2 separate regions of the Macaca mulatta genome follow, and region 1 is linked to region 2. Evidence: chromatin contacts called from public Hi-C data. All regions are on one chromosome and are shown on one strand. Each heading gives the region's core, a stretch centred on a gene start, on an enhancer-like site or on the middle of the called end of the contact. The rest is flanking DNA. Distances are from core to core; before and after follow the strand shown. Region 1 holds the start of RFFL (ring finger and FYVE like domain containing E3 ubiquitin protein ligase). Region 2 holds the start of CCT6B (chaperonin containing TCP1 subunit 6B).

Evidence for each region. A called contact is a pair of places that touch in the nucleus more often than the background predicts.
Region 1: a Hi-C map of fetal cortical plate shows a contact between it and region 2, with 1.6 times the contacts expected there. The contact joins the promoter of RFFL here to the promoter of CCT6B in region 2. A contact is called at or near these places in 3 of 14 Hi-C or Micro-C datasets (cortical neurons, fetal cortical plate and liver).

Annotation. Positions count from the first base shown.
Region 1 is chr16:44,607,631-44,612,801 of T2T-MMU8v2.0, forward strand. RFFL (ring finger and FYVE like domain containing E3 ubiquitin protein ligase) reads right to left here and starts at 2,667. Exons shown (of 6, transcript XM_077970793.1): 1 at 2,478-2,667.
Region 2 is chr16:44,499,209-44,504,040 of T2T-MMU8v2.0, forward strand. It overlaps CCT6B (chaperonin containing TCP1 subunit 6B), which reads right to left and starts at 2,808. Exons shown (of 12, transcript XM_015119058.3): 1 at 2,720-2,808. The coding sequence starts at 2,767. It overlaps LIG3 (DNA ligase 3), which reads left to right and starts at 2,878. Exons shown (of 20, transcript NM_001265970.1): 1 at 2,878-2,979.

The DNA.
Region 1 (5,171 bases), core at 1,417-3,916, 110 kb after region 2:
TCTTTCTTACACAAACACCAAATAACCATTACCAATAACCAAAAGTGAAACAAAAATAACGAGTAATCGTCATCAAACCAGTACCATTACCAAACAACAATAATGAAGCAGCTCCTCGCTTGAGACTTCACCAACAGCAATTTAAACTATGTGTTCTCATTAAACTCTAATACCTTAATTCTGTTATTGTATTAACAAGTTACGAGATTCTAAGGTATAGAGGTTAAATCTTTCCTCCAAAAAAATAAACACTATGGCTAGTACAAGTTTGATATAAAAGTCTCTATCATTAAAACAGTGGCAGTATTAAAGGTTCTATGACAAGAATAAAAAATCAAGGTGGAATTAGTCCCCCTAACAACTACTTAGGTTTAAGAGGTGTTTTCAGAAAGTCTTAGGCTTGACACTCATAGAGATGGGTGTGACTGTATTTAAATCACAACGCACATGTAATTAGAAAAGAAATTGTGCCCTTTTTTGTTATTGTTGCTGTTTGTCTTCTTAAGTGCTGGTCACTAAAAATGCCTTTTCCACAACCCTTAAGAGGTGTTCCAGCCTGGCGAGGTGGCTCATATCTGTAATCTCAGAACTTGGGGAAGCCGAGGCAGGAGGATCGCTTGAGCCCAGCTCATGACCAACCACACGGCAAAACCTCGTCTCTACAGAAAATACAGAAACTAGCTGGGTGTGGTTGCCCGTGCCTGAGATCCCAGCTACTCAAGAGGCTGAGAAGGGAGAGTCACCTAAGCCTAGGAGGTCAAGGCTGCAGTAAGCCATGATTACCCCACTGCACGCCAGTCTGAGTGACAGAGTGAGACTCTGCCTCCAAAAAAAAAAGGTGTTCCTATTAGATGGTACCAAGCAGAGATATGTCAACTGGGTTGGTCATGAGAGAAGGTTTGAAAGAAATTGATTTTTAAGGTTTCTGAGAAGAGCTTTCTTTTTTTGTGTATGTTATTTTGGCAGCTAAACTGGTCAACTTAGATAGTTACAACCCTTGATCCCAATGAAAACAAGATATCACAACTGTCTACCTGATCAATATGAAAGTTTTTGATGGGCATTAAAATCACTGTGAGATTACATGAACATTTTCTTCAATCACAATCAAGATATTAGCCCTGCCACATCAATCTGAAATTGTTATGAAAATATACCCAAATATTTTCAAACTTAAGAATACCTCTAAATAAACTGTTAACTTATGAACTGTACTCTAAAATTCAGAATTAAGAAATATACAATAAAAGTTCAGAAACCTTTGCCATCATCTACTTCCTTGAATGTGAAAGAGAATGCAATCAGGGAAAAGGATAAAGAAGTTGTCAAACCTGAAATCCCCTGAACAGAAAGGAATTGTCACCGCTAGGCTGCAGCCCTAGAACTCTGTACACGAATTCAGCCCAGTACCTTGTCTCCTGCCTACTCCTATTTCTAGAAGAATGGTATAATAAATGGGCAGCCCAGCCCACATTTCAGTAAATTGAACTGTCACTGGGAGAATAAGGCACCCCAAACAGTTGCAGCGACAGTGGTAACAGGAAGTCTCTCTGTCCTCCAAACCAATAATCAAAGGGATACATAAGGAACTTACTGCTTTCTTAGAAGGCCACATGCACCCCAGGATGTTTGCTCATCACGTCACTTTGGCCTTTAACCAGGGAGCAAAGTGACAGTTGTGGGTAAAACCCTATTTCCAAGCTAACCATTATCCTTCCTTATGGTAGACTAGGGGGTGCACAGGACACTCTTGATTACACAAGCACTTTTTTTTCTCCCTAGAACAAATGACAGACCAACAAAAAGGAGAAAATATGCTGTTGTTTATCTCTTCTGCCAGCCTGAACTCAAGCTCTGAGCAGACGTGCCAGCGGAGGCTCTGGCTCCCCTGGTTCGCCAGACTTCCCCATGTCTGGTCAAATGTCTCCTGGGCAGCCGGCTGAAGAGAGGCCCCATTTCCCTCTCGGTCTTGACCGCTGCCGCACAGTGGCGACCTCACACACATCGCGAACAGAGGACAACTCCCAAGCGAGGGAACAGTGGACCCTGGGGGGAGAGCCGCATTCCCAAACTTCATCAAACCTCCAAACTCCAAACCTCCCTCCTCCAGCCACCTCCGTCTAAGACGGAGGTAGGGACGAGCTGGTTCCTTCAAAGGGGTAAGCAGGCCGCCGCGGACATGCCTCAGTTTCCTTTGCCGTACAAAGAGAGATCTTTTCCCCACAAGCCAACTAGACCTGCCGGTCTGCAGGGCACCTGGGGATAATCGAGGACGCACGTCTCCTGTTACTGCCCCCACAGGTGAAACGCTTTCTTTGAGGGGACTTTTCAAAGGACAGGTGTGGGCTGCCCTGAAGGCGGGGACTTGCAGCCAGGAAAGGGCTTCCCCCCACCCCTGTAGGGCAGAGAGAGTCCCAGGCCGCGCCCCACACAGAGGAGGGGCCCCCAGACTACAGCCTGACGGCACCCAAGCCTACCCCTTCCCGTCCTTCCCCAGCCGGGCGCCCTGCGGCCCCCAGCGCCGCCGCCGCCGCAGCCTCCTCACCTGCTGCGGCCGCCGGCCCGGCCGGCACCTGGGAGAGGAGGCGAGGGGAGGGGCCGGATCTCGGCCGCGGACGCCTCAGGCAGGGAGGCTGCGGACTCCGCCGCGGCGGCGTCTCTGGGGCTGAGGGGCACCCGGGGGCGGTCGCGACATCCTCACGGGCGGCCCCAGGAAGTCGGCCCCCCCACCCATCCCCAGTCGGCCCGGCCCGGCCGCTCCCGCCCCTCGCGCGGCCCCGCCCCTGACTCGGCCCCGCCCCCTCTCGGGAGCGCGCCTCCGCTCCCGCCGCGCCCGATCCACCATAGAGAAGAGCCAGGCGCGCAGCGGCCTCGAGCGCGGCCTCCTCTCGCGCCCCCTGGCGGAGCTGAGGCTCCCGGAGGCGGGGCCGGGCTGGCCGGAGCCGTGGGACCATAGGAGGCGTGGTTTCCCCGAAGTCATGGTGTCGGCCGCTGCTGGTTACCTGGGTCACACAACTCTGCGGGAGGCGCCCAAGGGTCCAGGTCCACGTCTTAGCTGGGTCAAGACCCGGCTTGGTGACCTTGAGCGAGTCCCTCAACACCTCTGAACGCAGTTCATAAAACTTTGAAAGGTGCCTGACTTTCATGTCTTATTGACTCTCGTCAGTGCTATGAGCAGGCGATGGTTTCCCCTACTTCATGATTGGAGAAACCCAGGCCCACTAGGGGTTACGAGCTTATTCAGCGTCCCACAACTGGGAGGTATTAGAAGCCGGGTCTGTGGGACCTAAAAGCCCACGCTTGTCCCACTGACTCCAGCACTGCCCAGTCTAAACCCCTAGGACTAGCTACTTCCCCTCAGGAAGCTGAGGAAGCTGCTGAGGAAGGCTGTGGTAGAGTAAGAATGACTCAGCAAAGATCCACCCCTGCCCTTCACCCGTGCACCTTTCAGCAAGGTACCTAACCTTTACGAACTCTGGTTTTCTCACCCCAGAAACACAGGTTGGCGTGAGGATTTAGTGAGCACATGCATGTAGCTGTGCTTATTACTAAGTACAAACAGCAGGGCGGCCCAGGGGATGGTTAGCCAGCGTGGGCTACGATGCCTAGTCATGAACATAATATTAAGTTCTAATCCTTCTTTTAAATGGTGTCTAGTGACACAATTTTCTTAGGCTTTAGGTTCCATTGAGAACCCCCAGAGTTTTTCTGAGCAATTTGTATTTTCAAACAAGTAATATCGTAAGGAAAAGTGAAGTAAAAAATAAGATCATGAGCCAGGCGTGGTGGCTCATGCCTGTAATCCCAGCACTTTGGAAGGCTGAGGTGGGTGGATCACCTGACGTCAGGAGTTCGAGACCAGCCTGGCCAACATGGTGAAACCCCATCTCTATCAAAAACACAAAAATTAGCCAGGAATGGTGGCGGATGCCTGTAATCTCAGCTACTTGGAAGGCAGAGGTTGCAGTGAGTCAAGGTCACGCCATTGCACTCCAGCCTGGGCAACAAGGGTGAGACGGTGTCTCAATAATAATAACAATAATCTTACATATACATACCAGACTCTGTCACTTTACAAGTATTATTTCCAATCCTCACAACGCAGCAAACTACTATTATTCCCATGTTATCAATGAGGATCTACATATTAAGTAATTTACCCAAAGCCACATGGTTAGAAAAAGATGGAGCTGGAATGTATTGCTTTTTTTTTTTTTCTTTTTTCTTTCAACCAGAAGTGTCTTGAATACACGGAGCTGCAATTTATTTATTTTTATTTTTTGAGACGGGGTCTCACTGTCACCCAGGCTGGAATGCAGTGGTGTGATCTCGGCTCATTGCAACCTCCGCCTCCCAGGTTCAAAGGATCCTCCCACCCTATAGGTGGGTCTACAGTCATCCGCTACCACGCCCGGCTAATTTGTTTATTTGTTTGCCTGTTTTTGGTAGAGACAGTTTCACCATGTTGGCCAGGCTGGTCTTAAACTCCTAACCTCAAGCGATCTGCCGCCTCGGCCTCCCAAAGTGCTGGGATTACAGGGATGAGCCACTGCACCCCAACAAGCTGGAATTTAAAACCGATTTTTTCAATCACCTGGAATGCATGGAAAGACTGACCTGCTAAAGGCCTCCCACATCCGAATTAAATGTACCCATCGTTTTCCTTCCTGGCTGTTTTTGTAACTTACCCTGATGCAATTCTGTCTTGTCTGCTTCTCTCCAAGTCTCTATTTCCACCCCTACCCTCCAAAGGCATTTATTATCTCCTCCTTTCCCTCTAATTCCTTTTCCCTAGATATGCCAGGACCTTGTCCATCCTCTCAATTCTGAAATAGATTCCTAGCTGTGATGAAGGCACAGCATTTTCCACCACATCACTCTTTCTCTTGATAGAAATCATAGTTATAGAAAGTTAATAGGTCCAGGCCAGTCGCAGTGGCTCATGCCTCTAATCCCAGCACTTTGGAAGACCTGATCACTTGAGGTCAGGAGTTTGAGACCAGCCTGGCCAATGTAGTGAAACCCCGTCTCTACTAAAAATAACAATAATTGGGCCAGGTGCGGTGGCTCACGCCTGTAATCCCAGCACTTTGGGAGGCCAAGGCGGGCGGATCACGAGGTCAGGAGATCGAGACCATCCTGGCTAACACGGTGAAACCCCGTCTACACTA
Region 2 (4,832 bases), core at 1,558-4,057:
ATTACAAAAGAATCAAGTATTTTAAAATTAAAATAGCTTAGCTGGGCACAGTGGCTCACGCCTGTAATCCCAGCACTTTGGGAGGTTGAGGCGGGCAGATCACCTGAGGTCAGGAGTTCGAGACCAGCCTGGCCAACAAGGCGAAACCCATCTCTACTAACAATATAAAAAAATTATCCAGGTGTGGTGGTGGGCACCTGTCATCCCAGCTACTTGGGAGGCTGAGGCAGGAGAATCTCTTGAACCTGAGAGGCAGAGGATGCAGTGGACTGAGATCGTGCCATTGCACTCCAGCCTGGGTGACAAGAGCAAAACCCTATGTCAAACACACACACAGACACATACTCACAAACAGCACAGTCGTATAAAAATATTTTTCTTTTTTAAATAAATTTTTTTCTTATAAATATGTTGCCCAGGCTGGTTTTGAACTCCTCCTGCCTCAGCCTCCTAAAGTGCTAGGATTAGAGATGTGAGCCACTGTGCCCAGCCAATATTTTTGCTTTATATCCTTATACTATAAGCTTTTTCCTATTAAAAAAAAAATCCTTTTACTTTTAAAACTTTTTTGTTAACAATTAAGACACAAACACACACATTAGCCTAGTAAGCCTACACAGGGTCAGAATCATCAATATCACCATCCTCCACCTCTATATCTTGTCCTACTGGAAGGCCTTCAGGGGCAATATCATGCATGGAGCTGTCATCTCCTACGGTAACAATGTCTTCTTCTGGAATACCTCCTAAAGGACCTACCTGATGCTGTTTTACAGTTAGCTATTTTTTTAAGTAAGTAGTAGTATACTCTAAAATAACAATAAGGCTGGGCATGGTGGCTCATGCCTGTCATCCCAGCACTTTGAGAGGCTGAGGCAGGCAGATCACTTGAGGTCAGGAGTTCGAGACCAGCCTGGTCAACATTGTGAAACCCCGTCTCTACTAAAAATACAAAAATTAGCCGGGCGTGGTGGCGGGTGCCTGTAATTCCAGCTACTCAGGAGGCTGAGAGAGGAGAATTGCTTGAACCTAGGAGGCAGAGGTTGCAATGAGCCGAAATCCTGCCATTGCACTCCAGCCTGGGAGACAAGAACAAAACTCTGTCGCGCAAAAAAAAAAAAAAAAAAAAAAAAAAAATTATTAGCCCATCGCGGTGGCAAGTGCCTGTAGTCCCAGCTACTCGGGAGGCTGAGGCAGGAGAATCACTTGAACCTGGGAGGCGGAGGTTGCAGTCAGCTGGGATCGCGCCACCACACTCCAGCCTGATCAACACAGCAAGACTGTCTCAAAAATTAATTAATTAATTTAATGACAATAAAAGGTATAGTATACTAAATATATAAACCAGCAACATTGTCCCTTATTATCAAGTATTATATACTGTACATAATTGTGTGTATTATGCTTTTATACAACTGGCAATGCAGTAGGTTCATTTCCACCAGCATCTCCACAAACACATGAGTAATGTGCTGTCACTATATGACAGGGATTTTTCAGTTCCATTATAATCTTATGGGACCACCCTATTATATTTGGTCCATTGTCGGCCTAAATGTCATTATGTGGTACATATTATTAATGAGATATTTTACTTTTTTTAGTATGAATTTTTTGGTTTGTATTTTCTTCACTTATAGCACATCTCAATTCCATGCAACATTCAAGTGCTCAATAGTCACCTGTGGCTGTGATTACAGCACTGGAAAAAGACAGATACCATTGAGGAAACTTAAAAAAAATGTAGCAAATGTAGAGATGTGCTCAAGATCACTCAATTATCATAGCTAGGACGTAAGTCTCCAGTGACCTTCCAATTCCAAAGCCCTGGTTCATTCTGCTGCGCATTAAAAACAGGTTTTACTCCCCTCCGAACATTAGAATCGCAGTTAAACTTACTCAACCAAACTTAATGTATCCAATACAAAACTCATCCTTCTGCCCCTAACACCTCCTCTGCCTCTCTATTTTCTATTTCAGTTGATGGTACCCTTATCTTTCTGCTCACTCAGATTATTATTATTTTATCCATAAATGAGCACTTTATTTAGATCATTTAAATTCTAAATGATCTTCAAAACCACACTTTACTCTCCACCCCAACTAGCTGAATTTCATCTCCCACATGGGTCACTATGAGAACCTTCTGATTTGTTCCCTTGCCTCAGTCTCTCCCCACCCAGCTTCAACAGTATTCCCTAAGACTCTTCATGGCTCTCCACCCTCTACAGAGTAAAGACGAAACTCTTCATCACACAGCACAGAATTCTCTCGGGAATCTGTTCCTTGCTTACCTAACAAGGCCCAAATGTTTGCTGTTCCTAGACTCTGAAGAGGTCCTTTACCCTCAGGCTGCTACACTTGTAAAAATCGCCATCCCCAACTCTCATGGAGCTGGCTTCAGATTTAAGATAATACACTTTGAACGATATACAATCAAGGAGTTTCTCCTCCATCACTCCTTTACATTTTATATCTACCTGCTATTTAGTGCCTCGTCTCAATTCCATGAAAGTTACTGACTACTATTTACTAGGCAGTCTGCAGGACACAAAGAGAGGGATTATATTTAAAAAATAGATTGACGCAATCTTTGCCTTCCCCGACCTCATTACAGTATCTTTAAAAACTAGATCCTCTCTAACAGTATGAGAAAATCAAGGGGATCCTCGGAAGTTCAGGCCAGGCTGCGTTCCGAGGAGCCACCACGTCCCCTCACCTCCGCTTCCCGGGCGGCGATTGCAGGTTGAAAACTACTTCCAAACATCACAGGGCAGGCAGACTGTGACTATGACCCACGTGGCAGACGGGGGCGGGGACAGGTAGCGCGGCCGCGGCCTCGGTTCTTGCGCCTGCGTGCTGCCTCCAGCTCAAGGACCCGGATTTAAAGAGACAGGAACTCCAACCGTCGTGGGCTGCCGGCGGCCTGTAGTGAGCTAGTCCCGAGGCCTGCGGTGAGCGCCGGAGCTGGAGAGGCAGGTGAGGAGCGGCGCGGCGGGGCCCGGCATGGGGAAGGCAGCGGGCCGGGGCGGGGAGCTCGGCGCGGCCGAGGAGCCAACCCCCCGGCTCCTCCCCCGCCCGCCTGCAGAGCCCCGGGGCACACCCTCCGTGACGTGGCGGCCCTCCCGGGAGCCCATGGGGAGGCTCGCGGCTCCCCGGGACCCCCACGGTGCCGCGTGAGGCGGGGAAGCCGGCGCCTGGCTGTGCGCCCTGGGGAACCCACGGGGCCTTCTCGTATCCCGGCCCGGCGTGCGTCCTCCTGCGCTGAAGCGGGCGCGCTCGGGTGGGGCTCTGGGAGCCTTGATCACTTCCCGCCTGCGTCCCGGACCCGGTGGAGGAGCGATCTTTTCTACCTCGCCGGGGGTCGCGGCCTACTCCGCCCGCCCCACTGTCCCCGCCATTCTCCGAGAGCGGCGCGGGAAGCCCTTCGAGAAAAGCGGCGGCGGCCAGGCCTCAGCGATTTCCCTCTCTGGCCCCTGGGCTGCGGCCGTTGTGAGGGTGCGGAACGAGGGACAGACGGGTTTCCTCAAAGCTGCATTGTGCCTCCTCGTGGCCCAGCGCCTCCCGAGCCTCCCTCAAGTCCACTCCTTTCATAATTGGGGCCCTAGAGGTTGCTCTGCAAATTGATCTTCCAGGGAAAGTGTTGAAACTCACTTGTTCTGACCTCCTTTTATGGGTCTGCCGTACTTCCACCCACCTCACCTCTGTGGTTCTTAAACTTTGAGCGTTATATAGCCCTTTGTGAATGTCACGAAAGTGATAGACCTCCAAAAATCCGTGCATTTTCGAATGTGCATTTTGTATACATTTTTAGAGAGTTCAGAACCGCCTCCCTCCCCCACAACCAGCGCATTCATGGATTCCTTGTAATTTTCCCAACTACCCTGTGATGTAGGTATTTTTTACCCTATTTTAGAAATAAGAAAACAGATGCAGATAAATTAAGTTTTCTCCGAGGTAACAGTCGGTAAACTGTACCGTCAGACTTGCACTCCCATCCCTTATTCCAGGTCCACCAGCTTTCCTTCACACCATGTTGCACTACAGTAAGCAAAGCCTGCTTTTTAACATGATAGCAATTTTGCTTCACAGCTTCTTCAGACAACATAATTCCAGTATACTTAAAACTAGGACTATAAAATGCTTTAGAAAACATGAATATAAGAAGATGCTGATATAATCTGTTTCCATTTGGATTGATTTATGAGTTCCTGTGAGTCTTGCTGCCCAGTTACTTCAGCACTCTCTGATTCAAGTTGCTGAATTATAAACAGGTTAATTGCACATCGGGAGCCTCTTCTTGAAACATAACGACTTCACCGATCATGATAGGAGCTGACGTTAATCAGTGAGAGCTCTTGCTGTGTGCCCAGCTGTTTTAAGGGTTTTACTCTTAGAATAGCTATTTGAGTTAGGTCCCATAATTAGTCACATTTTACAGATGGGGAAGCTCAGAAACAGAGGTAAGTAACCCATCAAAGTTATACAGCTGGTACGTGGCGGAGTTAGGATTTGAACTCAGGCAGTCTGATTCCAGGCTCTGCTTAGTTGTCTCTCAATGTAGGGATTCTAACTCAATTCCAAATCTGTATAGTGGCTTGATTTCTGAGGATGGTGTATGTGTTAAACTTCACAATAAAAACTTTATGAACATAATGTAATTTTTACTGGTGATTAAAAAGAAACTTCAGGACCGGGCGCAGTGGCTCATGCCTGTAATCCCAGCACTTTGGGAGGCCAAGGCAGGCGGATCACCTGAGATCAGGAGTTGTAGACCAGCCTGACCAACATGGAGAAACCCCGTCTCTACTAAAAATACAAAAAAAATTAGC